2 separate regions of the Macaca mulatta genome follow, and region 2 is linked to region 1. A link is a contact called in public Hi-C data. All regions are on one chromosome and are shown on one strand. Each heading gives the region's core, a stretch centred on a gene start, on an enhancer-like site or on the middle of the called end of the contact. The rest is flanking DNA. Distances are from core to core; before and after follow the strand shown. Region 1 has its middle 800 kb from the start of QKI. Region 2 overlaps QKI (QKI, KH domain containing RNA binding).

Region 1 (5,686 bases), core at 2,148-4,647:
TCTTTTGTTTAATTAATTGGGAAACAAACTTATCATGAATTTTTACAATAACATGCTTCAGTTTCTCCAGTGCCTTCAGTTTATCATGAAGACTGTGGATTGATATATGTCAGGGTCTTAAATTGTTTGAGTTCCTTTGGGTAGCAAGAAACAGAGGCCCTCTGGAGTGACCATAAGATTAGGAGTTCATTGTAGAGATACACAAAGGACAGCAATAGCAACGACTCCATCTGCACAGCAGAACCATACAGGAAAGTCACACAGCACAGTCTCACAGAAGCTGGAATATTGTTACAGGAACTGGAATGTTGGTTTAAGACACACCACAGTTTTAGTAGCTGTGTTCTTGTCACGCCATCTCTAGTTCTTGCCATTAAGCTTATGCAACCACTCTCTGCCTCTTCTGCTACCACTCTATGTCTACTTCTTACTAGTTAATTCTCCCTAGAGTGCTGATCTGATGGACCTGGCAAATGACCCACCTATATGGGGGTTCTCTAAAGGGAGAGATTTTATCCCAGCTTGCTTTTAAGTCAGAAACCCATCTTCAGCTATTTGACCACAACTAGGTGCAAAGGACGAAGATACAAGGGTTGTAATCCTTCAGAAGACAGCTTTACCTAATCTTCAGTAATGATATTACTGAAATGTTAAAGTGTTTGTGTTTCTGGTACGTGAAGTCTTCCCCAAAAGATTATTGAAACTTACAAGTACTTCCCATTGCCTCTCCAGTACGACTCATTACAATTTCAATCAACATCTCCGGATCTCTAACTTGCCATATATCCACACCTATTCTATCAAATTGAAATAATTGTAAAAGGTACCTGAAGGTCCCGTGTGTTCTTATGCTCTGTCTTTCCATATCTGCTCCCTCTGCCTAGAATGACTTTCATCATCTCTTCTACTTGGATAACTTCTACTCATCTTTCAAGATTCAGCTCAAGCACAGTAATAACTGTATTTTGTTTCTTCTCTGTCCAACATATTTTCCTCTTTATTTTGGTAAATTTCCCCTGGAGAACTGCTGTTTCTGTACTTTCAGCCTGCATTGTTTGGAGGAAGCTTACCCCATGCCTTGACCCCAAGCTTAAGAGGATAATGTTGATCAATCAGTACTTTGTATTCTTTTAGCTACATGTTTGGATCAAGAGTGGACATGTGACCCAAGCAAGGCCAGGAATGTTCAATCATCTGGGACCTTTTTATAGAATTACTATAAAGGCTTGTTTGAGTCTATAAAGTTGACTAACTGATTTAATGAAACCTGGAGTTTCTAGTGTCAGTACTTTTCACTACATGGGGATGGTTGATGTGTGAAAAACAACGGCAAAGTAACTATAGTTGAGAGAAGGAGAGTGAAATTGAGAACATAGTGGGGTACCTGGATCAAACTGTAACTAAATGTAAATGTCAACCCCCACCCTGAAATTTGCCTTTTTGTAAAACAATAACCCTTTTTTTCCTCAAGTGAGATTTACCTGAGGTTTTTACTACCTGTGATATACATGTGATATAGAGATGTAATTAACACAAGCTAGGTTAACCTGGGTGCTTTGGTTTGATTAAGAAACATCTCTAGTGATTCTTTTTGTCAGTGGTCTTAAATGTCAAATAATTTGGAGAATACTGTTCCTACAACTTACATTTTTATTTTTTCTTTTTGTAAATACAGGTTATTATGGAGGTTATAATAAAGATCATACCAGTAAAAAAAAAAAAAGAAACACAATTGATGCTTATGATGGAACTTCAATGTTTTTTGAACTAAAATTAATACATTTAACAATTTGTAAAATGGCATTATTAACCAAACAGCTAAAAATGTATTTGTGTTTCTCTGATTAGCCATACTCTATCATGTGGCTGTGACTGTCTTTTTCTTCCCTGGACTGTGAGCTCATGGAAGGCTGGAAAAGGCCCATTTATCTTCCCATGGTCAGTGCTCACTGCATTGGATGGCATATTGCTAGCATTCATTAACTATTTGATGAGCAACAAAAGAAAGACAGATAAACTTTTAGCTGTTTGATTAATAACAGTATTTTCTGAATTGCTAAATATGTTAATTTTAGTTCAAAAAATAAATCCATGTTCCATTATAACCAGCACAACTGTTTCTGAATCAAACCTAAGATTTTTCTCTCTTTTCAAAGTGCTTCCACAGAAAGTAAAAACTTGATGAATTTTGCCCCATATTTTCTTAGTAGAGTCTAACTATCTGTTTTAACACTTCAGTCTATAGATCCTATTTAGTGGTTCAACAACAATGAACAATTTAATAGAGAGAGAAATGAGGTTGATGAAGGAATCAAGGTCCGGATCATGGAGGGTCCCAATTTCTATGCTAAGCAGTTTGGATTTTATTGTGTAGGCAATTTGGAGCCACTGGGCAGTAACCATGCAAGATTCACATTTTAGAAGGCTCACCAGTGGCAGGTTCAGGATGTGGAAAAAGGGCCAAGAGTTCCGAGGATCTAGAGAATGCATGAGAGCCCAGCTGCAGGTTAGCGATTGTCCACACTGAGGCAGTGGCAATGGGGGTGAGAAGCAGGTGGAGGCTGAAATTTGGGGGCTGCATGTAGCGGGCAAGAAAAATCAAAGATGACCCCAGGTTCTGGCTTGGATGACAGTCATTCACTAAGACAAAAAAAAAAAGTAATAAACATAGATGAGATAAGTATATCTGGAGAATAAACTAATTTGATTTTGGACACATTAAGTTCAAAAGAAAAAAGAAGGAGAAAGAACTGACGAGAAAAAAAAGAAACACAGAAAAAAAAATCTTGTGGGCCTCCTTAATCTTTATTCTGGCAACAGTTTTTAACCTGACAGCTGGAGCTGGGTGCTTTGCTCTTCTGCCTTGCGAATGTCCTGTCCACCCTGCCCAAGCCCTGGGAAGGCAGGACTGGCCTCTGCTGAGCTTGGCTTTCAGACACCTCCTCTGAGGCATGGCGTTCATTGTGAGCTTCTGGGCAGTTCTTGTGAGCTCGAGCTATAAGGAAGCTCCTTAAATGACGTAAGTAGGTTGCTGAGATTGGGGAGGGAAAAAATGTATCTCACTTTAGGGTATTCTTGAGTGGGTTTGAAAAAAATGGAAAGAATATAGAAAAGTATTTTATTTGTGAGGCCCAACAATAGAATTTCCTTAATTCAAAATGAATCTCTGTCGCTGTGTTAGTTTCCCTCTGCTATCTAGTGATAGCCACTGTGCACGGGGTGGAAGTGCTCCAGACAGACAGACTGCAGGAATCGGTTCAGTAAGGCTGGGGATGGGGCCAGGTGCAAACCCCAAATTACATTTGATCACTTACATCTGATTTCTTCCCCTTTCACCAATAGATGTCCCTGTAGCAAATGAAAGGATTTTGAAAGGAGTCCAGGGGTGTAATTAAGTGAGACAATACAGATGCCAGAATTTAAACACTGCCAGTTTTATGTAATTTAATTAATACTGTGGAGAGGGGAAAATGCTTGCCTGTGCAGTATTTCGTGAATAAAGAGCTGCTGACGAAAGGGCATCATTCTGACAGAAACCAGTGAAATAAAGATTTGCTCCATAGATGGCTCTATTTGATTAGAAAGAACCACCAAATCCAGAGTCCTGTTTATTATTTTATGTCTGACATTTTACAAGTCTGGGTAATGTAATTATCTGTGGAAACTCCAACAGCATGCCAGTTGTCCTTTACAGGTGTACCTGTCTTTGCGGACAACCTTTTTAGGCATCCATTACTTACAGCACCTGCTTCCCTGGTCGGCTCACTACACTTGCAGGGAAGCCAGCCTCACAGATGGGAATGGAAGGAGGAAAATTTGAAATGAAAGCATGATGGGCTCACACCTGTAATCCCAGCACTTTAGGAGGCCGAGGCGGGTGGATCACCTGAGGTCAGGAGCTCGATACCAGCCTGGCCAATATGGAGAAACCCTGTCTGTACTAAAAATACAAAAATCAGTTGGGCATGGTGGCGGGCACTACCTACTCCGGAGGCTGAGACAGGGAAATCATTTGAACCCGGGAGGTGCAGATTGCAGTAAACAGAGATCTCACCACTGCACTCCAGCCTGGGCAACAGACAGGGAGACACTCCGTCAAAAAAAAGGAAAAAGAAAAAGGAAGGAAGGAAGGAAGGAAGGAAGGAAGGAAGGAAGGAAGGAAGGAAGGCAGGCAGGCAGGCAGGCAGGCAGGCAGACGATGTTCTTGCTTAAAAATACAAATATGCTGGTATTATTACATCAGCTTTTATTTACCTTTTTTTCAGCCAAGACATTTTGATAAATACATATTTCATCTTCCTCAGGGAAGTAGTGGATAATGCTTTAGATGTAGACTCAAAATCAATTTTGGTAATGACTGTGGGTATAGCTCACAGCTCCCCAGATGGAAATCAGGGGACATGAAAAGAGAAAGAAGGTCTGTGATCAGCCAAACACTCAAACAAGACCCTGATGTCTCAGGTGGTTCCTCATTTACAGCTTATGGATGTGAATGAGGGAAAACTATTTGAAATTTCAAAGAGTTTGGGGTTTTGAATTTGTCTTTATTTAAAATGTTCCTTTTCTCTCTTTGTACATCATAGTTCTTTTCAGAACTTCCATCCACAGCACTGTGTTCTGTAAATGAAAATGAGGGAGAAATGGAAGGATTCGATGCCAAAAATCTAGCAGGGCTACCATGCCCACTGAGACATGAATCGTGTTTCTTCACTCTGCACTCACTGTCCTAAGATGGTTTCTGATTGATCATCTGTGTATTTTCATGAAATATGACCAGGTCTAAATGGTATAGTCAGACTAACAGTTTCAGTTATAATACAGATTCAACATAACCAAGATAAAATATTAGGGAACTTGATCCATTTTTGAGAATTCAATAAGATGTATGCCATATAATTCAACTTTAATCACATGAAAACACACTCCTTCTGTTTTAATTAAACACATATATACAGTACACTGGGATAGTGCTCAATGTACCTGAAGTTTCAGGAAATTTAATCTCTGGAGAGGTCCACGGCCAAGGCATGAGCCAAGCCTACTGGAGGCGGTCTCGTCTGAGAAGTTGTTTGGTTTACCCATTGTTAAGATTGTTAAGTAACGAACCGCCCCCAAAAGTCTGTGGCTTTTATTTGTTCACAATTTTTTGCATCATAAGTTTAGGCAGGGAGGGGGAGGACATTTCTTTTGCTCTTTGAGACATAGGCCACGGTCATTAAGTTATAGTTAGATGGCTTCATTTGCAAGTCTGTGACCTTGGAGGAAGAGCTGCAAAACCTATCTCTGTTTCCCACTTGGCCAAACTTGGGTTCTTGACACGTGACTGGATTCCATAAGAGCTCTCCCAAGAGGAGCACAGGTGGAAGCTGCAGATAAAGGCCTAGCCACAAAGGTGCCATCAGCATTCTTGCTGCATTCTCCTGGTCAAATCCAGGCAAAGGGCCAGGCCAGATGCAAGGGAAGGAAAATAAACCCCACCTCTCCATAGGAGAAGCAGCAAGAATTTGTAGTCATCTATAATCTACCAGAATCTATCATTTGACCATAAAATATTATATTCTCTGATGTGCAAACTACACTTACTTTCTCCCAAGATTCCATAACTCGCATCTCATTATGGTGTCAGGGTCTAATGCAAAGACTAGGATCTCACGATCTAAGTTGGACACAGGTAGACCCATGAATT
Region 2 (6,091 bases), core at 2,507-5,006, 790 kb after region 1:
CAAAATATTCCATTCAGTAACTGTTATTTGTCATATTCCTGAGCAACTCTTCCCCTACAATTTAAAGAACATTTTCCTATTCTGGCAAAAGGGTTATTTCTCAACACATTTTAATCACTAAGTGCTCTCTTTTGTGTACTAATATCCCCATCTGCTGGAACATAAGTTCCTTACTACTAAAAGTTCTTAATGACAACAAGTTTGCAGTAGAGATTTTGCAACTACTAAGAAATACAATTTTAAGACTTAGGTTCTACCTATGAGGTCTCCCCCACTTCATATGACTTTAAAAGCTTTAAATATCTATCTATATTCTTTTACTGATACTATTCAGAAGAATTCGCTCAATTGAAACATCTTGCCTGTCATCATATTCTTTTTTCCCTACCCTTCGTGCTTAAGATACAAAGCATTAGTATAAACAACCATCTCCTTATAAGTTATCTTTCTGGATCACATTGCCATAACACACACACACACACGCATGCACCTGACTTTAAAACATATTTGTATTTTCCATTTCTGCTGAGCATAAGGTAAAAGCTAGTAGAAGCAGTAAGTACCACAAAAGAACACAGCTAATAAATGACAGCATCAAAAAGTCAAAAATAAGATTTAGTAGAAATTAAAACTTGGTATACACAGAATGAGGGTCCCCCCACCAAAAAAAAGGAAAATAATTGTCATCAACCAGAAGAATGGGTCACTGGCTATATCTATTATTGGTAACATGTCTAAAACAAATTTAAAAAAAAATTTTTAAGATAGTTTTACTATTAGTAATATTATTAATTTTGTTATTTTGAAAGTATTTTCCTTAATATCGTAGAATAAAACAAATAAGTATGTCACCATCAAGAACAACATTAGTTTAGCTGTGGTCGGCAAAAAAAAATAAAGACATGACTATAAAATTAACAATGTTAAAATTGAATTGAAAATATAAAAATGAACGAATTTTAAAATCAATATTGTCCATAGAAAATGGCTCAGAAGTAATCACATTCTGAGAGTAATGAACATGTTTAACATCTAAATTCAAGTATTTCATACCAATCCTATTGGAGAAATGGCCAAGTCTAGCTCCAGAACAGGCAAGGCAGGCAAGGCACAAGGGGAGCCTGGGGCATAACGTTGCCCCAGAAAGCAAGTAGGAGTTCAACAGACACAGAAGCCAGTTTAATTATCAATGGCTAAAGCTGTAATAATTTTAACATCAAAATTAATTATAGTTGACTTAAGTACATTGAATCTATGAAATCCATGAGTCTACAATGATGACTAGAAAAAAGAGAAAAAATTCATTGGTCTCCATTTGAGGCAGCCAGCAAACCAACACTTTACTTTGAGAACCAAATAATAATAAACAGCAGCATATATCCGGCTTGCCCTATTAGAAACTTACTCCAAAACAGCAATGTATTTCCGTGTTGGTGTGAGAAAGCTGTACCTTTCAAAGGATGCCAAGTAATTGCAGAAAGAATGGCCGAATTAAAATATCATCATGGTGCAAGCTCTAATGAAACTGATTCAGGCAAAAAACTGGTTAAAACCATGGTGTGAATGTTGATGGGGCACCCTTCGTTGATGGGGCACCTTCTGGTTCCAAGAGGAAAAAAAACAAAAAAACGACCTTTAAAGTACAAGGATTCATCTATCACCACTCTAATCCAGCTATCAATCTTTCCTTCTCTGAAGGCAGAACCAGTTACTGTGCCTCCTGATGTGATATAACATAAAGTACACAGCAGCACCTATGACGTCCTCTAGTGGAAGATGCTATACTTGAACCTACTTTAGATCTAGCTTCCAATGTAATAGATACATAGCGCATAAAGGAAAAAGTCCTAAACAAGTTAAATCAATGCCATTTAAAAAAAAAAAAAAGAGATGGTTCTAGATTTTAAAAAGTGTAACCACCAGATTTAACGAGTGGTGTTGAGTAAGATTCTGGTTTGGACAATCCAGCTATAAAGAATATCTGTGGATCCACTAGAGAAATCTGAATATGGACTGGTTATTACATCATCTGTAGGATTAACCCATCCTGTTCAGTGTAATGTCATTATGTAGTGAAGTGTTAATTTTTAAAGATACACAAATATGTATCTCTCTTCGGATAGAATGTCAAGATATCTCTCATTTACTTAAAATAACTAAATACAAAAATTAATACAATTAAATTTTAAGTCCACATCGAACTTGGTAAAACATATTTAATCGATCTCTGACACTGGGACAAAATTTTCTTCAAGGCAAATTAATTCAAGAACTCCAAAGATTCTCTCTAAGAGTCTCTTCAATTGTCTTTAGCTCATATAGAAATGAAAGCTCAATTCTCTAACTAAAAATTGGGCTGACAGCTAAACAAATGAGCCCCACATGTTCTCCATCTTTCAGAATGAATACACTAATCTGTAGGTAAGGAAAAGAAAGACTTGTTTCTAGTTAAAACACACTTTAAAAAATCTTTAGAGTTTAAAATACAGAACACTCAATATAAATATTTTTATTAATACTATTTTGAGAAAATATCACTATTCAAAAAATTTTCCTAATGGGTTAACCACATATATAATAGTTTGACTCTTCACACTTCATCCAATGTCTATTTTAAACCCATATATATTCTACACATTCTCAGTTTATGCACAAAGAGTTCATTCTGACACCCCCAAATAATCCAAGCCTTAAAGATTCCCTACAACCTTCAGATTAAAATTCAGACTACGTATTCTGGCCTTCAAGGCCCATCACAATCTAGCCCTAACCTGGTCTGCTTTCTGTAGTCTCTCTTAATTCCCACTACTTCTATCTATGCATTTGCCATTTCAACTAACTAAATCTGTACCTATTTCCTAAGCCTTGCCCATCACCATGGTGCTGGCACTGCTGTACCTTCCCTTCTCCTGGAACATCCTCCACCTTCCCATTCACCTCATTAAATCATACCAACTGTTAATACCAACTCAGGTTCCACTTCTCAAATAAACATAACTAGATAGTTCAGCTCAAAGTGACATCCTCTAAACTACCAGAGTGTTAGTAGTGATTCTCATGCACATAAAAACTAGCTGAACCTACATGGATACATTACCTTTCTTTTTCTTTTCTCATCCTCTAAAAGCTGCTTTGCTTATCTAATTGTTTACCCTATCATAAACAATTCTAAAATGTTGATAGACAGCAGATGATACAGGCCGGGGGCAGTGGCTAACACCTGTAATCCCAGCTCTTTGGGAGGCTGAGGCAGGCATATTAATTACCTGAAGTCAGGAGTTTGAGACCATCCTGGATAACATGGTGAAACCCTGTCTCTACTAAAAATACAGCAATTAGCCAGGTGTGGAGGTGTGCACCTATAATCCCAGCTACTGGGGAGGCTGAGGCAGGAGAATCGCTTGAACCTGGGAGACAGAGGTTGTAGTGAGCCAAGATCCAGCGCCCGGGCGACAGAGCAAGACTTTAAAAAAAAAAAAAAAAAAAGCAAGCAGGTGATGCTGCTACTTTATAGTATGAGAGGCTCTTCTGAATACCCATCAACTTCAGAGTATTTGGATTTCAGGTTGGCAGGGCAGTTAATAATTTCATTCACAGATGAAGAAGCTTGAGGTTCAGAGAGATTAGTTATCTCGCCCAAGATCGCCAAACTAGTTAATTGCAGAGTCATGATTAGATCCCAGGTCTACAGTCCAAGAATGCTTACCACTTCACCACAGGGTCTCATTAGCATATGCACAAAAACATAAATTTCATCTTTATGCTGGCTCACCCATGTGCATGCGCACACACACAGAGTTAAAACTTGAATACTCTCATGATAACAGGGCATCACTGCAACCACGGTAGAATCAGCGACAATAGACAATTAGGTGCAGTTTCAGGGTAATTTTTTCGATCCCAGTTTGAAATTTTTTTCTTAAAAAAATGTATTCACCTGCCATGTAACAACTATATCAAAGGGATACAATTACTGTAACACAGCAAAGAACTGTGGATTACGTTTAATTTGTTTGAATTATTTGAAATGAGCAATCATCCTCCAGATGCTGGCATCAGGAATATGATGTGGTGGCTACTTGGTGCAGCACCGTTTCCATTCAATTCATAACCATCCACCTCATGGGTGTCACTCTCCAGTTATCTACCAGATATATTACCGGGCTGTTTACCCCAGGCTGATCTAAAACTGATACAAGTATACACTCCTGACTTGAATCACTTAGCAATAGTATACTTCTCTATTAAATCACCGAATCAAAAATGTTTCCTCTTCAGTAGTTAGTAAAAATAATAGCAGCAACAATTTTTACTACATTATTCAAAAAACTGAGGCTCTAGTCTTTGCTTACAAAGAAGTGAATGAGCTGAAATTCTCTAAAAATGCCTTTCTCGCTTTTAGCCTTTTAATTAGTTATCATTAAAAATAAATTCTAGTTCTAAGAATTTGACCATCATTTGTTCAAAACCAGCATATCACAGAATTAGCAAAAAACCATTTGCTTTTTCTTCTTTACCTTCACAACTTGAGGCAACAGCAGCAGCTTTTTAGCACATGGAAATATTCCAGGTTTTTCCCTCCAGTTCCCCTTGTGGAGAGGCCATACAATGGAACAGAGGGGAGAAGTGAGTGTCTCACTCCAGCTCTGCTGCTAACTTGTCCTGAGACACAGGCAAGTCACAACCGCTTCAAGTCTTAGTCTCTGCACCTATGAGAAGCCCCCAACTCTCAGGAAACCTGCAGCTCTAAAACACAATTCTCTGATACAATCTGCAAGGTAATTTTGAGACCCTGTAAAACTATGACATTGAAGAGTTTACGAAAAGGTCCCAAATTTTATTTGTTTTTGAGATGGAATCTCACTCTGTCGCTCAGGCTGGAGTGCAGTGACACAATCTCCTCCCTGCAACCGCCGCCTCCCAGGTTCAAGCAATTCTTCTGCTTCAGCCTCCCAAGTAGCTGGGACTACAGGCACACACTACCATGCCTGGCTAATTTTTAGTAGAGACAGGGTTTCACCATACTGGCCAGGCTGGTTTCGAAATCCTGACCTCGTGATCTGCCTGTCTCGGCCTCCCAAAGTGCTGGGATTACAGGCGTGAGCCACCTCGCCTGGCTCGGTTTCAAATTTTAAAATTGTATGTTTGTTTTTTTACCACGCATTTTCCTACTTCTACTCTTAAAATGTACTATTATTTTGTTGCTTTTTCCTATGTATTTCAAACTAAAATCAGCTTAAAAGCCAAGGGCTCCCCAGTGATTTGCTACTGACCAGATCAGGTCCAGTTTCCACAATGACCTCTCCTGCACTAAAGCAAAAGCAAGGTGCTTACTTAAGGCCTGCTACTTATTCAATCCCCGGGCCAACCAGATATTTCATCATTTTGAAAACCTTTCTCAGCTGGAACTTAACCAGCCCCAGTACTCACAAAGCCCAGCTCACATTCACCGCATGTCTCCACTTACAGATATAAATGCCTACACACACATGCCCTTTACTTACATTGTGGCCATAATGTGGAGCCACTTAAGGATGTAACTGCACTTCAATGTTTTATTCTATTTTATTTTTTTAAGAGAGGGTCCCACCGTTGCCCAAAGTGGAGTGCAGTGGCACGATCATAACACTGCAGCCTTGACCTCCCAGGCTCAAGCAATCCTCGCACCTTAGCCTCCCAAGTAGCTGGGGTTACAAGCACAAGCCACCACACCCGACTAATGATGTTCTTTCTGATACTTCAATATCTGTTTATCTGCTAAGCAGAGTATGACACATTCTGCTTATAATAAATAATGTGATCGAAATCTTACAATCAATTCATTTCCCCAACCTCAAAATTTAGTTCTATAAAAATATGAGACTAATACATGAAGCAACTTTTTGAACATATTTTGTTAGACTTGATAGGATTGCTGGATTTTCAAACTAGTTTCCACATCAAGAAACTGAAGATGAAAACATTAAGTGCAGTCCTTTTCTTGCTAATTACAAGAATTCTAGATAAATCAATTCTGCAATATATTTTTTAAAAATTCATCAGACTTTCAAACACTGTTACTGCTAAAGCACAGTAATAGACATTTTAGAAA

Evidence for each region. Hi-C and Micro-C count contacts between places; a contact is called where the count stands out from the background.
Region 2: a contact with region 1 is called in a Hi-C map of fetal cortex germinal zone, with 4 times the contacts expected there. The contact joins two enhancer-like sites. A contact is called at or near these places in 2 of 14 Hi-C or Micro-C datasets (fetal cortex germinal zone and fetal cortical plate).

What each region holds. Positions count from the first base shown.
Region 1 is chr4:7,932,569-7,938,254 of T2T-MMU8v2.0, forward strand. No RefSeq gene overlaps it. Among named protein-coding and RNA genes, the nearest start is that of QKI, 800 kb to the right of the region's middle. Within about 2 kb of position 3,398, at least 4 of the 40 cell types and tissues checked have an H3K27ac peak or open chromatin away from gene starts, as enhancers often do. A contact at or near this core is called in fetal cortex germinal zone, where this site is marked.
Region 2 is chr4:8,719,440-8,725,530 of T2T-MMU8v2.0, forward strand. All of the region lies in intron 1 of QKI (QKI, KH domain containing RNA binding), which reads right to left. Among named protein-coding and RNA genes, the nearest start is that of QKI, 10 kb to the right of the region's middle. Within about 2 kb of position 3,757, at least 5 of the 40 cell types and tissues checked have an H3K27ac peak or open chromatin away from gene starts, as enhancers often do. A contact at or near this core is called in fetal cortex germinal zone, where this site is marked.